4 separate regions of the Sus scrofa genome follow, and regions 2, 3 and 4 are each linked to region 1. Evidence: chromatin contacts called from public HiChIP or PLAC-seq and promoter capture Hi-C data. All regions are on one chromosome and are shown on one strand. Each heading gives the region's core, a stretch centred on a gene start, on an enhancer-like site or on the middle of the called end of the contact. The rest is flanking DNA. Distances are from core to core; before and after follow the strand shown. Region 1 holds the start of SNAP29 (synaptosomal-associated protein 29). Region 2 holds the start of GSC2 (homeobox protein goosecoid-2). Region 3 holds the start of YPEL1 (protein yippee-like 1). Region 4 holds the start of MED15 (mediator of RNA polymerase II transcription subunit 15).

What was found. Promoter capture Hi-C pulls out the DNA fragments that hold promoters and counts their contacts. HiChIP or PLAC-seq counts read pairs in DNA pulled down with a chosen protein or histone mark.
Region 2: a promoter capture Hi-C map of liver shows a contact between it and region 1, with 2.4 times the contacts expected there. The contact joins the promoter of GSC2 here to the promoter of SNAP29 in region 1. A contact is called at or near these places in 1 of 5 promoter capture datasets (liver) and 1 of 2 datasets of contacts at active chromatin or transcription factors (alveolar macrophages).
Region 3: a contact with region 1 is called in an H3K27ac HiChIP or PLAC-seq map of skeletal muscle, with 2.6 times the contacts expected there. The contact joins the promoter of YPEL1 here to the promoter of SNAP29 in region 1. A contact is called at or near these places in 1 of 5 promoter capture datasets (liver) and 1 of 2 datasets of contacts at active chromatin or transcription factors (skeletal muscle).
Region 4: an H3K27ac HiChIP or PLAC-seq map of alveolar macrophages shows a contact between it and region 1. The contact joins the promoter of MED15 here to the promoter of SNAP29 in region 1. A contact is called at or near these places in 1 of 5 promoter capture datasets (liver) and 1 of 2 datasets of contacts at active chromatin or transcription factors (alveolar macrophages).

Annotation. Positions count from the first base shown.
Region 1 is chr14:50,490,512-50,494,536 of Sscrofa11.1, forward strand. It overlaps SNAP29 (synaptosomal-associated protein 29), which reads left to right and starts at 1,676. Exons shown (of 5, transcript XM_003132993.4): 1 at 1,676-2,055. The coding sequence starts at 1,819. It overlaps PI4KA (phosphatidylinositol 4-kinase alpha), which reads right to left and starts at 1,472. Exons shown (of 55, transcript XM_001929569.6): 1 at 1,274-1,472. The coding sequence starts at 1,423.
Region 2 is chr14:50,958,630-50,962,654 of Sscrofa11.1, forward strand. GSC2 (homeobox protein goosecoid-2) reads right to left here and starts at 1,795. Exons shown (of 3, transcript XM_001927426.5): 1 at 1,306-1,795; 2 at 952-1,205; 3 at 1-467. The coding sequence starts at 1,561. The coding sequence ends at 363.
Region 3 is chr14:50,188,625-50,192,649 of Sscrofa11.1, forward strand. It overlaps YPEL1 (protein yippee-like 1), which reads left to right and starts at 2,017. Exons shown (of 5, transcript XM_003132989.4): 1 at 2,017-2,194.
Region 4 is chr14:50,757,319-50,761,343 of Sscrofa11.1, forward strand. It overlaps MED15 (mediator of RNA polymerase II transcription subunit 15), which reads right to left and starts at 1,992. Exons shown (of 17, transcript XM_021073412.1): 1 at 1,810-1,992. The coding sequence starts at 1,877.

The DNA of each region.
Region 1 (4,025 bases), core at 426-2,925:
GGTTTAGGCGTTCCCATCTTGGCTCAGCAGAAACAAATCTGACTAGCATCCATGAGAATGAACACAGGTTCCATCCCTGGCCTCACTCAGTGGGTTAAGGATCCGCCATTGCCATGACCTGTGGTGGAGGTCACAGACACAGCTTGGATCCTACGTTGCTGTGGCTGTGGTATAGGCCAACAGCTACAGCTCTGATTCCACCCCTAGCCTGGGAACCTACATATGCTGCACAAGCGGCCCTAAAAAGCAAAAACAAAACAAAACAAAAAACAGGGTTTAAACTCAGGTGATCCTATCTCTACAACCAGTATTCTTTCCCTTCCATTGCACTTGCCCTCTGATTAGAAGTCAGGTAGGCATCAGTCTCCAGGCCCTGCTCACCCTCCAAGTTTGAGAACCTACAAAGCCAAGGAAGGCCTAGGTCAGCCTGCTAAAGTGCCTAAAACGATTTCACCGGGCACCAGAGCCACTCCCAACTGTCAGACAACAATCTTTCCATGTGCCAGGAGGCTGTGCAGAATCATCCCATCCCTTCAATGCTAACACATTGCATCGAGTCTCATCACACACACGTGGCATGGGGGAGCTGCCCTTTACTGTCCAACTCTTTGTCAGGCATGTTATGCTAGAACTCAAGAACGACTTCATTTCACAGATAAGGAAACAGAGGCTCCGAGGGTTGAAGTAACTTGTTCAAGACGACATACAGCGACAGTGCAGGTACCTTCTCAAACTAAAAGCTGTTTCCCCCCATCCCAGGCATCCGTGGGGCTGCCTCTCCCCCTCTCCAAGATAAGGAACGCTCCGGGGTGAGTTCTTTTTTCTTCAAACACCCGCTTCCCCGGTCTGAAGACCCCTCTAATCTCGCAAGAAAACAGTGCGCAGCAGACCTGCGTTTCAGAAAGCGCTCCCCGACACTACCCCACCGCCCTTCACCTCCAAGGACAAAGCGCTTACAAGCACCCCTTCCCCGAGGAAGGCAGCGCCCAAAGTCACCAAAAAAAGGCAGGGCGAGCGGGGGCCACCCCAGGTTCGACCACGGCCCCCGCCGCCTCCGCCTAGCGGTGTCACTAGGCGGCCCCGGCCTAGCCCGCCGGGAGCTCACAACCACCCGCCCGCCACACGCCCGCCGGCCCCCTGCCGCACCGGCCTCCTTCACGAGCTCCTCGCGCCCCCGGCAGCCGAGGCCCACCTCGGCCTCTGCAGACCCCAGCCGCGCCTCCAGCGCCCCGGCCCCCTCCTCCTGTCAGCCCGCACTGGGCCGCCAAACTACCTTCTCCAAGGAAGCCGGCCTCTGCACCGCCAAGGAGCGGGCCAGCGACAGGACTGTGTTGAAATAGAAGCCCCGCGACGCGCCGGCGCCGGAGGCTGAGCCGGGGCCGGCGCCGCCGCCGCCGCTTCCCCGGGCCGCGGCCGCCGCCATCGTCGCGCACCGCGGCGCCACCCGCCGGCTTTCCGCAACCGGCCCGCGAGCGCCAGAGCCCACAGCGCAGGTGCGGCCTCATCCGGCCGCCCCACCACGTGACCTCGCTGACACCGGTGGGGCGTGGCCGCGGGCTGCTCCACTGCCCGCGGGGGTTGGGGGCAGGGCGGCCGCTGTGCCGCGCGCGAGGCGTGGTTTCCCCCCGTGGCGGGACCCGATGGTCGACTCCGGAGGCGGGGCCTCTACGCACTGCAGGCGGAAAGAACTCGCGCTGTGCTGGCAGCAAGCGAACCGACGCTTCTCTGGGGCCTTGGCTAGCCCGCGGCCCCCAGTGCCCCCCCTCACCTCGGCCGCGCCCCCTTCCTCCGGCCCACCGCGGGCCAAGCACCGCCGCCATGTCGGCCTACCCCAGAAGCTATAACCCGTTCGATGATGACGCGGAGGACGAGGGCGCCCGGCCAGCGCCGTGGACTGATGCCCGCAACCTCACGGACGGGCCCGAGTCGCCCGCTGACCGGCAGCAGGCCCTGCGGCAGGAGGTGCTGCGCCGGGCCGAGGCCACGGTCGCCAGCACGGGAAGGTCCCTGTCCCTCATGTACGAGTCCGAGAGGATAGGAGTCGCCTCTTCTGAGGTGAGTCCGCGGTCCCCTGTGTTATTGGGGTCGCCCAGTGGGCTGGGAAGGGTCCTAGCGCTTTAGCGGCTGGAAGGTTGGTACGATCTGTCAGCCCGGTAAAGAAAAGTCTAAAGTACTCGAAAGGGGCGGTTTGCTTCCGGCAACCTCGCTGAACTCTTAGTCGCCTAGTTTCTTTTTTTTCTACTTCTAGTACACAGGCAATCTCCATGCCCTGGCCTATCTAGGCGAGTAAAGGTTCTGAATAGCAGACCCGATTAGGGAAGTGGAGAATGTGTTTCTCTTACACGATTTCCTGGGCAGCATCCAGGCTGAATCCTGCCAGAGTGACCTAGCAAGGACTGTGACTGCTAGTGTCTGAAAGCATCCGAGGAAATGGGCCTTGAGTTCTTCCCCGAAACTGATGGCTTTTCCACCTCGCCTTGAGGTGTGTTGAGTTCTCCGCCTGGACGACTGCTGAGTGAGCCAGAGCCCAGTAGAGTGGGGAGCCCTTCCCTTCCCTTCCCAATACAAACGAAGGTGTCTGAGACTGACACTGTGTGGTCTGTGATGATCTGTTGCTCCGTTTCATCTTTGTCAGTTCCTCTTTCCATTCATAGACGATTTCAGAGTTGGACCTTTTTAAAGTTTTTAAAAATTTAATAGCATGTTACAGCAATATCAGCTAGGAATGATTCATCTTAAGCACTTGTAGCTCTGGAAGCTAAAGCTTTGTCTCACCCCATGGGTCTTTTCATTAACTCTTTTCTCTGCAAAGTTACTGACCTGGTTACTTACAGTTTTGAGGTATATCGCATCATTCTCCCATAGCCACTTGCTTGGCTTATTTCCCTTCCCCACTTCTCCCAGTTACTGGCTCCCTCATTGTCATACCTGCCTGTCTTCAGCCTCATCAAGGAAGTTTAGCGTATGTCTACTGGTTCCTATATTCGAGTCTCAGTGGAAGGTATCGACTTAGATTTGGGAGGAATGCCTGAGGCCTTAGGGCCCTGAGAGGAGTGGGTCACTTAAGGATCCCCAGCTCAAGGAAGCCAACTAAGAACTGCTTGAAAAGACATATTTGGCAACTGAAAACAAATGAAGTAGGAAATCAAAATGATATACAGTAGAAGATGGTGGCAGAGGTTACACTGGAATTTGGCTATTAAGGCTAAGGTGTAGATAGGAGGAGGAAGAGGAGGGAGAGGGTGTTCCCAGGGAAAAGAGGATCCATGCAAAGGCACTGGCCAAACACTGCAGCTCCTGGGCTCCTGAGCAGGGACGTGATGGCCTGGAAGCCTTCCAGGGCAAGGGCCTGGAGGAGAAACTTAGGACCTGGTGTGGGCAGAGGGAAGGTCAAGAGCACCAAAAACAGGATGGACTTGTTTCATACTGATTGTGGTAACAAGCCCCCTGCTGCCTCCCAAAGTTGGCTTTCTCCTAGCAATGGGGACCAGTGAGAACAAAGGCAGAGTGGCACCTCAGGCTGTGAGGCTTGGTGTGGCCAAGCCAGGTGTTGCTCTGAGAAGTACAGCATGATCATGACTGGGCTGGTGACAGGCTTTGTCATCAATGTGATTACACATTGAATTTTTCCTGGTTTGAATCAGTTCTCAATTATCAGAGGCCCTGGGAGGCAGGAATGGTCAGCACCCCTCTCCCCCACCACTCTCCAAATTGACTTTGAATCTCTCTCATCACTCTTTCATTCCCCCCAAACCCCCACGGAGGGTGCAGGTGAGCTCTGTCTCAGCAGACCCAAGTCATCTGCTAAACTAACCTCTCAACTTAGTCATTGCTTGCCAGACACCCAGCCCTGATGCAGTGCCAAAACAGGACAGTTTTCTGAGTTCCCATCGTGGCTCAGTGGTTAACGAATCCAACCAGGAACCATAAGGTTGCGGGTTCGATCCCTGGCCTTGCTCAGTGGGTTAAGGATTCAGCATTGCCGTGAGCTGTGTGGTGTAGGTCACAGATGCAGCTCGGATCCC
Region 2 (4,025 bases), core at 545-3,044, 470 kb after region 1:
CCAAGGGGTGGCTGTGGTCCTGGGGCGGTTTAGTACCTCCTGGGTGTGTGCGTGGGGGATTGAGGAAGTTGACCTTCCCTGTGTCCCGCACTCCATCCCCGAATCTCCCCAGCCCTGCGGCCGCTGGCCATTGGAAAACAGGGCGCACAGAGCAGGGGGCATGGGGCGCTCTCCCGCCTGGCTCAAGTGGCCGGGGACACACGCAGAGGGAGATGCTGCATCGAGCTCCAGGACGCAGACAGCTGTGCAGACTCCACGAAAGAGGCTGGTGTCCTCTCCCACCTCCTGTTATGGCAGATCTCTCTTCTCCCAGCGCTGACGCCAGAGGACGCCGCCGAGCCCAGGAGTGACCCCCATGGCCGTCAGCAGCTCTCCTTAGGGGGTTTCTTGGCTCCTGGCAGGAGCCTACCAGACGCTGACGCGCGTTTCTGGTGTCGCCACTTGGCCCGGCGGTTCTTGAACCAGACCTGAGGAGAAGGAGAGGCGCTCAGGCACGCCCAGCCTGGGGATCTGCGTCCCACGCAGCTTCCAAAGTGGACCCGCCAGGGCCTCGGGATGCAGGTGTGTGCGGACGAAGACTGCGGAGCCAGGACCGCTCAGCGGCTGCGCCCTGCTCTCTCACCTGCTGCAGATGCCGGTAGCAACTTGGGCATCGGGGCTGTAGCAGCTTCCCCACTCGGACCAGCATACTTGCCCTCCCCTTCCCACCCCCTGCTGCTGCGCGCTCTCCCGAGCTTCCCAAATTCCGAAACATGCATGCTCTCCTCGATAGTCATGGGTGGTGCCGGGGAGGGGAGTTTAAAACTAAGGAAAAGAAACCAGCCTTATCTCCGCTCCGGCTCCTGCCCTTCCGCAAGAGCCAGTTCCTGCCCGCCTCTCGTCCCGGACCCGCCTGGCGCTCCCTCGCTCCCGGGGCCTCCGCACTTCGGGCCCCGAGTCGCGGACACACACCTCTACACGCTCCTCGCGCAGGCGGATGCGGCCGGCCAGCCGCTCCCGCGTGCCCACGTCGGGGTACTGGTTCTGCACGAAGAGCGCCTCCAGCGCCTGCAGCTGCTCCTCGCTGAAGATGGTGCGGTGGCGCCTCGTGCGTCGCTGCGGCCCGGGGCTGCCAGCGCCCGGCAGCGCCCCAGAGCCTTCGGTAGACGAGGCCAAGGGCAAGGGCGCCGTGGGTCCTAGCCTCACCGGCCAAGGCAGCCGCGCGCCTGCGGGGCGAGGGCGCGTTGAGGCGCGGGGCAGGCGCCGGGCTCCAATCCCACCGCGCCGCGCTGGGTACCCCCGGGCCCGCGCCCTCCGCCCACTCACCCAGCCCCGAGGCCGGCTCCGGGGCCCGTTGGGGCGCGGCGCGGGGGCCGCAGCAGCAGCAGCAGGCACAGGGAGCTGCCTCAGGCGTCCCGGGCGCCCCGGGCTCCGCGGGGCTTTGGCGGCCGGCGGCCAGCGGCGGAGGGGCGGCCCGGGCCGGAGGGCTCCGCTCGGGGAGGCCGGAGAGGATATGCTCAATGGAGAAGGGGCAGAGCCTCCCGGAGCCCCTGCGGCCCGACGCGCCCCCGGCCGCCGTCATGCCGCCTGTTGGCCACCGCCGCCGCCGCCGCGGGAATATATCCGTCGGGGGGGCGCGCGGTAATCCCCGGGCCGGGCGCCGGGTCCACGCGGGCTAATCCCGCCTCACCGCCAGCAGCGCGCTAATCCCCGGCGGCCGCGGCGGAGGCGGGAGGGGCTGCGGGGGCCCTGCGCCCCGCATCCGTGCCCCTGACCCGTGGGGCTGGCGGAGCGCGGGGCTGCCTCCAATGCCCACCCTCCTGCGGTCTAGCCCTGAGGCTAGGGCGGCGCCTAGAGGACGCCGGGAGCGCTGCAGCCCTAGGGCGCGGCTGACCCACCGGCCCAGCCCGTGTCCCCTGTCCCATAGCCACCGCGGCCAGGGCTGACTCCTCGTCCCCTTCGGGGCCTTACCTGGGCGGCGAACAAGTCTGGAGAAACCTGACAAACTGCACAGTCTCCTGGTCCTCAAACTTCTGAGCTCCAGCCTCAGGTGGGGCCCAATACCATCCGCAACGCCGTGCTCGCACCACACTTTGGCCCCAATCTCCGCCCCCACCCCCACCAATTAAGAGCCCCGGCCTCATCCTCAGGCAGGAAACCCGCGCGGGCGTCAGACATCCCCGCGCAAAACCCGCAACCCCATTGCTCCGGGGCCCTTTTCTTGGATCAGGGAATCTTCCCAACTCCATCCAAGGCCCCACTTATGTGCTCTGAAGCCACTTCTCCTTTCCTTTCCTGTATGTCCCAGCATCCCCTCAAAACCTTTAACACCCCTGCCCACCCTCAGTGTAGTCACACTTCTCAGGAGCTGTCCTGTCGTCCACACCCCCACTGCTCAGCAGGGGCCAGTCTGGCTCCGTCCACCATCTCTCCAGGGCATTCTGCCCAACAATGCTGGTGACCTACACTTTGCCAAATTCTAGGAAGACTGTTTTTTTCTTTTCTTTTCTTTTTCTTTCCTTCTTTCTTTTTTTGTTTTTTTGCTTTTTAGTGCTGCACCGGAGGCATACAGAGGTTCCCAGGCTGGGAACCCAATCAGAGCTACAGTGCCACAGCAATGCAGGATCCAAGCCTCGCCTTCGACCAACACCACAGCTCACAGCAATGCTGGATCTGTAACTGAGTGAGGCCAGGGATCAAACCACAACCTCATGGTTTCCAGTTGGATTTGTTTCACTGCTCCAGTACGGGAACTCCTAGGAAGACTGTTTCATCCTCAACTAAGCAGCTTTGTACAGCCAGCCAGGGCTTGTGTGTAAGGCCTTCTCTGGACCTCTGAAAGGTTACTCTGGCTCACAGGACATAACAGCAGGCAGCCTGGTTTGCACTCCAGCTGTCATTTCCTAGCTGTGGGATAGGTTCCTTCCCTCCCTTGTGCTGGGGTTTCCCAGTCTATACACTGGTATAATAATGGCGACATAACTCTCAGATGCTCTGTGGGTGAAAGGTTAGAACCCCTCTGGTCAGGGGTCTCCATGAATGCCCTTGGGGGACAACATATGCTTTTCTTCCACTTCACATCCCCTTCCTGAGGGGCTCTTGCTGACTCCACTCTGGTGTCGGTGAGGACACTTTGGACTTCAAGCGACAGAACCTGCTGACTCAGTTGTCAAAGAGGCCTGACATATGGTGCCCAGGGCTTGATCTGGAAGCTCAGTGAAGGAGCCATTTCCTCTTTGAATGGCCCACCTCATGGTCAAAAGATGGCTGCCACTGCCCCAGACCTCCCGTCTCTTCCCTCTCACAGCCAACTTCCTCACAGAATTGCATGCTTGCTGTTAGGTCAGAGAAGTGGCCGGGGGTTGACTACTCACTTAGAGATGGGGACAACAGGGTCAGTGGTCACGAAGGCTGGGCCCTGGCTGTTCCTTTATCCCTCCCCTTTCTCACCCTTGGTGACCTCCTACAATCTTGAAGCTTCAGGTACCATCTCTGTGACAAGGACTCCCTAGTTGTTACCTCCAGGCTGACTGATTTCTCTGTTCCAGGCTGGCATCTCCCTAAGCACTGGCTCCCTGTCTCCATTTCAGTCACCAAAGTACATCTCCCAGTCACCATGCCCAGAACAGACTCAAGACCTTCTAAAAATCCATTCCTTAGCCTGGTATTCTCAACCTTGGTAAAAGGGTCCCCTGTCACTTACCCACTTTGATAGATGCACCATCTCTTCACCTGTCTGCCTCTACATACAACCCATCTCTCCTCCCATCCACCTTGGTAAGTGACCCACCATGATGTGTTTCAACAGGTCAGCAAATCCCTTGACACACCGCCTTTCAAGAGGTGAAATTTGAAATTTCATGAATTTTCAGGCCATGAATGTGGGCTGGCATAGTGACTTAATTCTAACCACTAGGAGGCAGCAGAAGTGGCACTGTGATTTCTGAGGCCAGGTCCTACAGTGAGGTGACACTGCTTCCCTCTCTCATCTTGGGATCATGTATACATGCATCCATCTATCAGTCCATCTTTTTTTTTTTTTTTTT
Region 3 (4,025 bases), core at 767-3,266, 300 kb before region 1:
AGCCTGGGAACTTCCATATGCTGCAGGTGTGGCCCTAAAAAGAAGAAAAATAAAGGAAAAAATATTTGGAAGGCACTGGTCAGTGGTCAGAGAGGTCAGTGTGCATCAGAGTCACACAGAGGACAAGATCCTTGCAAAAAAGGGCCAATGAGCTGACAGGCCAGGGCACTGGCGGAGTCCTCCAAGATTCGGGTATATACCTCAGTCACTTTGATTCTAAGGGAGAACTGTGTCTCCAAGAAGGAAGGTAGGAACCATAATGCAAAGAATAACGGCAAATTGGGAGTTCCCTGATGGCTCAGTAGGTTAAAGATCTGGCACTGTCACTGCTGTGGCTCTGATCACTGCAGTGGTGCCATTTCAATCCCTGGCCAGGGAACTTCTGCACATCTTGGGAAAAAAAATATCTGCAAAAACAGAAAAAAGCAGGATACAAAATTATATAAACTATGGCTCACATCAAAACGAGGATTTCTTTTTTCAAGAAAGGAGTGGCTGAGAAAATATATTTGCAATGGAAAACCAACTAAATGTTAAGGAGTTCCTGTCGTGGTGCAGCGGAAAGGAATCCGACTAGGAACCATGAGGTTGTGGGTTCCATCCCTGGCCTCGCTCAGTGGGTTAATGATCTGGCATTGCTGTGGTGGTGTAGGCCGGCAGCTGTAGCTCTGATTAGACCCCTTGCCTGGGAACCTTCATATGCCGTGGGTGCTGCCCTTAAAAAAAAAAAAGAAAGAAAAGAAAAAAGAGTTCTTGTCGTGGCACAGTGGTTAACGAATCCAACTAGGAACCATGAGGTTGCGGATTCGATTCCTGGCCTTGCTCAGTGGGTGAAGGATCCGGCGTTGCGGTGAGCTCTGGTGTAGGTCGCAGACGCAGCTCGGATCCCGCGTTGCTGTGGCTGTGGCTGTGGCCGGCAGCTACAGCTCCAATTGGACCCCTAGCCTGGGATCCTCCATATGCCGCGGGAAGCGGTCCTAGAAAAGGCAAAAAAAAAAAAAAAAAAAAAAAAAATCAACTAAAAGTTAATATTTAAAACAATCTAAGGAATTCTGAAATTCAGAAGAAAAAAGAAACTCAGTTGGAAATTGAAGGAGACCTGAAAGGCTTAATAGTTAATGAAGAGATGCTGACACTCCTTTGAGGAACCAGCTTCAAGACCCTGTGCGGCGGGCTTGTGGAAACATAGCCGCTCTCTAACAGTGAATCAGAGCTCACCCAAGCCACCGAGAGCCGTGCAGATACATTGTATCCTAAAAAGGAAAGAAGCTTCAAGGGTGCTACCATGTAAAAAATGGTATCTACACTGTGACCTCGACGGTGCGCGATGGTGGTGCTGACGACGTGATTTAAACACCAATCTAGGGAGAAAGGCTTTGGGACCCACACGAAGACCGCCAGGGAGGCCTGGGGGACGGAGTGCGGTTAAGGGGCAGACGGAGCTGCCGGGCCAAGGGCTTCCCGTCAGGCCAGGTGCGCAATCCGAGGCGCTCAAGTCCAGCGGCTCCGAGCGAACTAGAGGGGGTCTGGGCAGGCGACGCGGAGGACTCGCTCCGGGATGGGGTGGCCAAGGGGTCCGGCCAGGAAGCCCCACTCGCGCCCCAGGTTCCCAGTCCTCTCGGCCAACGCACGAATGTCGGGAAAAGCGGGTGACCGGGGCCTTTCCGGGGTGCGAAGTCCCCACCGCCCGAGACCCGTGCAGGCGGATCGCCCAACCCAAGGCAATCCGCGCCGGCGCGCTGAGCTCCTCATTGAGCCCGCCCCACCAGGCCCCACCCCGCGCCCCTCGACCCTCACAGGCTGGGTCCGAGGACGCGCTCCGCCGGCAGGCCAATGGGAGCGCGGCGCGCCCCGGCGCACGTGCGCCCCGCCCCGCCCTGCAGAGGGCTAGCGGGCCGAGCTACAGGAGGAGGCGCGCCGGGGCGGGGCCGGGGCTGGGCTGCGGCGGGGCCGGGCGCTGATTGGCCGGTGCCGCGCTCCGAGGCCGTTAACGGCGGCGCGGCGGGGCCGCAGCTCCAAAACAAAGGGCAGGCGGCCCGCGGGCGGCGGCGGCGGGGATGTCTCGCGCGCGGCCCAGGCGCCAACCGCCGCAGCGCGTCCCGGGCCGCGCCGGGCCCTCCGGAGAGCCGCGCCCGCGCTGAGCGAGGCCGTGCCGATGGGCGCTGCGGGCCGGGGCGCGGACCGGCGGGCGGCCGTGAGTAGGGCGGGCCGGGGGTGCTCACCGGGCGTCGTTGGGCTGGTTGGAGGGCGGCGGGACCGGGAGCGTCTCCCCCGTTCTCTCTCCCCCTGACCCGGAGAAGGGATGGAAGGAGCTCCGCGCCCGATGGTAATAGGCTTTTCCCTCTAGAAAAAGGTCTCGACTGGGGAGGGAAATGAGGACAAAAGAGGCCTCCCGGCGAGTTCATGGCAAAGGGGGCGTTTCGAGTTCCCCACGTGAAGGTCGAGGCCGAAGTGAAACGCTCGCCTTCGTCCACCACTTGTGGCACCACCAGGGCTCTGTGGGTGCGAAGCTTGCACAGCCTAAGCTCCCCAAAACCGTGGTCCCTCCCCCGGGCCTGCCTCCTGCGGGCGCTGGAGCTCTAGGGAGGGAAGATGGGACGATGCCTCAGAGGAATCAGTGTCCCCGCCCCCGAGCTTTTTCTGTTCGGTTGCATTTTTTCTTCCTTTCTCGCCGCGAAACACACCCCTCAACCTGTTGTTTCCTTTACCAGGAATGGTACTCTTTCTACCTTCCAGTCCCTCTTTCTGCTAAACTACCTGAGCTTACCTCCTCTGGGGATCAGTTTCAGGTGTGTCACCTGCGCACGCTCCAGCCTCCCCCCTGCTCTAGGAGATGTGGCAGGAGTCTGCTCCATCCCCGTGTGGAGTTTTGTAATCCTTCCCTGCTTCCCCAAGCCCTGGCCGTGGGCTTTGGTCTGAGGGGTGCTAATTCTGAGCCTTTGGGCACCCCCTACCCACCGCCCTCCCCTTGCATCCCACGGAGCTAGAGTTATTCCACGGTGGGAACCCCTCATCCAGGACCTGGGGAATCCATGTCTTACCGCAGCTGTAGCACAGGGCCTGGCCTGATTGGGCAAATGATCTTAATTACCAATCTGATTAATAGTCTCTGATTTTTTATTTATTGGAGTATAGTTGACTTACTGTATTGCTATATTAGTTTCAGGTGTACAGTAAAGTGAATCAGATATTTAAATTTATTTTAGTCTTTTTTTAGGGCCACACCCCTGGCATATGGAGGTTCCCAGGCTAGGGGTCCAATCGGATCTGTAGCCGCCAGCCTATACCACAGCCACAGCGACGCGGGATTGGAGCGGCTTCTGACACCTACACTACAGCTCAAGGCAACGCCGGATCCTCAACTCACTGAGCAAGGCCAGGGGTCAAACCCATGTCCTCATGAATGATAGGTTCATTAACTGCTGAGCCACAAAGGGAACTCAGATATATCAATTTAGATATTCATTCTTTGTCCCCATAGTTTTTCTGACTTTAAATATTGGTTTTGTTTGTTTTTTTATTTCTTGGGCCGCTCCCGCGGCATGCGGAGGTGAGGTTCCCAGGCTAGGGGTCGAATCGGAGCTATAGCTGCTGGCCTACGCCAGAGCCACAGCAACGCAGGATCCGAGCCAAGTCTATAACCTACACCACAGGTCACGGCAACGCCGGATCCTTAACCCACTGAGCAAGGGCAGGGATCGAACCCGCAACCTCATGGTTCCTAGTCGGATTCGTTAACCACTGAGCCACGACGGGACTCCTTTAAATATTGTTTTGGAATAACTTTTGATCTAGATGAAAGTGGCAAAGATAGTACAGATAGTCCCAACGTTCCCCACACCCAGTGTCCCCATTGTGACTGCCCCACATTGCCATGGTGTGTTTGCCAAAACTAAAAACTGATAAAGATACATTCTTTAAACTCCAAGCAATATTTTTTCCACTTTTGAAGAACTAAAATTTATAAAACTCTTTATATTGAGAGCCGTGTTCCTGTCTGTCTGATTCCTACCTCCTCCACTAGG
Region 4 (4,025 bases), core at 742-3,241, 270 kb after region 1:
TTTAAGCAACACAATTTGTTGGCAGCAGTAGAAAAACTAATACACAAGCAGCAATCTGGCAAAAAAAAGAAAGGAAGGAAGAAAGAAAGAGAAAAAAAAGAAAGAAACCTGCTTCCCTAGAGGCAGAAAAAGGCTGCGTTAAGAAACATTTAGTCATAGAGTCCCTGTTGTGGTTCAATAGCAGTCAGTCCTCTTCAATGGCCCTCTCAGCCCTCTGACATTAGCCTACCAGACCCATTTCCTTTGGTGGCAACTCAGTCCTCCCATCCTTAAATTCCCAGCTTCCCCAAAGAGCAATCTTTGTCCTGGGGGTTGCTCTTACAGGAGCCCTGAAGTGAGCCAATCCTCAAGATTTCATCTGTCGATAATGCCAGTGCATCAAAAAAATCAATATTCACTGATTCCGCAATATCCGTAGAATTGATCTCAGACTATTCCATGGCACTGCCGGGAGCCTAGCTCTCCAATGCCCACTCCTGCATTGTACAATGGGCTTCCCGGCATACTTCCTTCCTTCCACACTGCTGTACCCCACCCTCTCCATTCAGTTAGTCATCAGGGCTGTCTCAGCTCCCTCTCCCCTTTCTCTGAAATCATCTTCCTCTTTTCAGTTTCCACCGCTGTCTAATGCAGGCCTTTATAATCTCTTGCCTCACTAGGTCATTCCACAAACCATGTTATAGAGCGATGTGTCAGAAACGACAGGGCCCCAGACCCCAAGAGCTCAAAGCTCTCATAAAGTCCTAACTGGTACTCTCTCCTCTGTTCTAGATCCACCTCCAGGGACTCGGCGGATCTTCCCAACTCTGGCAGGTCAGTATCTCCAAGCAGGCCCCAAGCCAAATACAGGCTCACCTCCCCAGCACAACACTCTACCACTAACGAGCCAGCACCTGCCCGCCCTCATTCCACGATCGTCTCTCCTCAAACCCCAGAACTCTCAGCCTAGCACGACGTCCTCCACGCAGTGAGCGCTCACACTCCCCTCCCCACTCCTCAGCTTGCAACGATGGCCTTTCATACTCCTACTTGTCTTTCCGGGACTCAGTTTATTTGTCGCCTACTCCCCAAGGCGGCTCCTGGCAAACTGTTCATCCGGTAGGAAAAAGACTGCACCATAACTGCGCCTTCACGGCGCGTCCCCCGAGGGCAGGGGGTTGTCTCAAGCTGATCCCCGGCAACAGAGCACAACAGTCAGGCGAGCCCAGCCGGTGTGGAGGAACTGGAAACCCGCGTGCAGCCTAGGGCGCACGGCAGCCCCTGCAACCAGCGGAGACCAGGGAGGAGCACTAGTCCCAGCTCTCCACTCCCCCTTCCGAGCGAAGGTCGCTTCCTGACAGCCTCTTCCTGCCACCCTCCCGCGAAGTCCATCCCGGGGCGGGGGTGTCACCCGTAGATTCTTGTCCCCACCACCCCTTTCATCCACCTCCTCCTCGCCTGAAGGCGTCTCTGGAGAGGGAATAGCAAAGCGCCCAGGCCTGCAGAAGACGCCACCGCGGCCCCGGCCTCTGCTGTCCGCAGCGTACGCGGCGCAGGGGGAAGGCTGAGTCCCAAGCACACAAACGACGAGTGAGAAAGCGCAGGGCGATGACTCACAAGCTGGGGCTAGGCGACTGGCAGAGTTCGGCGCAGGAACGCTAACTGGCGGCCATGGCGGCCGAGAGCGGCGCGGGCACAGGGAGGGCCGCGCCTGCGTCCCCCGCGGTCCGGCGCCCGGGACCCCTAGGGTCCGGCCGCACCCCCGCTCCCGCCGTGAGGAGGGCTGAGGGGAAGGCCCGGGGGTCAGGCCGCCACTCGGCCCGTACTTACATCTGGCTGACCAGCTTCTGCCGGAAGGCGGCGCTCCGCCAGTCGGCCTCCTGCCCCGAAACGTCCATGCCGATACCACTTTCCCACAGCCCGCTCCCGGTTCGGCAGCCGCCGCCTCAACCGCAGCGCCAGGTCCAAACCCGGAAGCCCTCGGTGGCGTCCCGGCCGCGCCGGAAGCGGAGCGGGAATTGTGGGAAATGAAGTCGCGCGCGGGCCTGTGGGAAATGGAGTGCGCAGGCCTCAGGGAGCCCTACCCCGCCGCTCACCTGGAGGCCCCAGGCTGATGGGAGCTGCACCTGACCACCAGCATCACCCGTGGCCCTACTGTGTGCTGGCCATGCAAGTCAGGGGGATCCACACCCCTTGCGGAAGCCTGGCGCAGCCGCCAGCTATTCAAGAGAACACCGTGGGGAGACTTTATTAGAGATTTATCTGCACCAACTATGTGCCCTGCGATGCCCTCGCCGCCTGGGCCCTGCCTCCTTGGAGGTTGCCTTCCAGCACCGCATCCCAAGAGCGACGAGAGCTCCTCCCACCACTGGGTCTCTCTGTTAAGACTTTTTGTTTTTTGGGTGTGTGTCTTGTGTCTTTTGTCTTTGAGGGCCGAACCCGCGTTATATGGAGGTTCCCAGGCTTGGGGTCTAATCGGAGCTACAGCTGCCAGCCTACACCACAGCCACAGTAATGCCAGATCCTTAACCTACTGAGGGAGGCCAGGGATCAAACCCATAGCCTCATGGTTCCTAGTCGGATTCATTTCTGCTGTGCCATGACTGGAACTCCTCTGTTAGACTTTTGGAATCACATGTCCCAACCAATGACTATATTATACAGGGTTTGGGGTTGTGAGGAACCCAAATCACATTGTTAATTTTTAGACATGCTTTCCTCTTTGTTGCAACAGCTATGTCCATGGAGAACACAGCCAAGTGCTTGAGGATGGCTCACAAACTTGCTGGGTGAAGGAGGCAAGGGAGATAGAGGTCAGCTGGAAGGGAGGAGAGGGGTAGAGCCTGCAGATAAAAATTCTGCCACAAAAGACCAAAAAAAAAAAAAAAAAAAAATTCTGCCAGATTGAACCTATGGAGCCTTGTCTGTGCCCCTGGGGAAAGAAAGCAGATGACAATAATCCTGGGCCCAAATGGTCCACAAGTGCTAAATAGACAGTCACCAAGGTGGGCCTCACAGAACCGGCACCTACCAAGGCCTAATAAGTGCCAGGTCCAGGAGGGGCTGTATCCACCCAGTGTCCCTGGGCACCAGGCAGGAGTTGGGGGGTGTGGAGTAGGGAAGATTGGAAAAGAAAGGTGTGAACAGTTTCCACAGTTACCCTCAGTTTTCAGGTCTTGCCTTGATAGGAGAGCTGTTCATATCTGCAAACTTTTTTTTTTTTTTTTTGTCTTTTTGCCATTTCTTGGGCTGCTCCTGTGGCATATGGAGGTTCCCAGGCTAGGGGTCGAATCGGAGCTGTAGCTGCCAGCCTACACCAGAGCCACAGCAACAAAAGATCTGAGCTGTGTCTGTGACCTACATCACAGCTCATGGCAATGCTGGATCTTTAACCCACTGAGCAAGGCCAGGAATTGCACCCGCATCCTTATGATTCCTAGTCGGGTTCGTTACTGCTGAGACATAACAGGAATTCCATTTTGTTTTTTTTTAATGGCCAAACTTGCGACATATGGAAGTTCCTAGGCCAGGGATCAAATCAGAGCTGCAGCTGCCAGCCTACGCCACAGACAAAGCAACTCAAGATTCAAGCCACCTCTGCAACTTATAATGTAGCTTGTGGCAACGCAGAAACCTTAACCCATTGAGAGAGAGGCCAGGGATCAAACCCGAATCCTCATGGAGACTACACTGGGTCCTTAACCTGCCCAGCCACCATGGAAATGCCTTGAAAATAACTTTTAAGACTTCTATACCTCGGTGATCAGGTTTGCCCAGGAATCTCTCAGTTTTAGCTACAAAAGTCCACATTTTGGCAACTCCCAGGCTGACCAGAATGTTTCATCATCCTATTTCTATACCTCTTGCATATTTAATAAAATTGAGATCTAATGCACATACCATATGATTCACTCTTTTAAAGTGTACAATTCAGGAGTTCCCATCGTGGCTCAGCAGAAACAAATCTAGCTACTATCCATGAGAACTCAGGTTGGCCTTGCTCAACAGGATAAGGATCTGGTGTTACTGTGAGCTGTGGTGTAGGT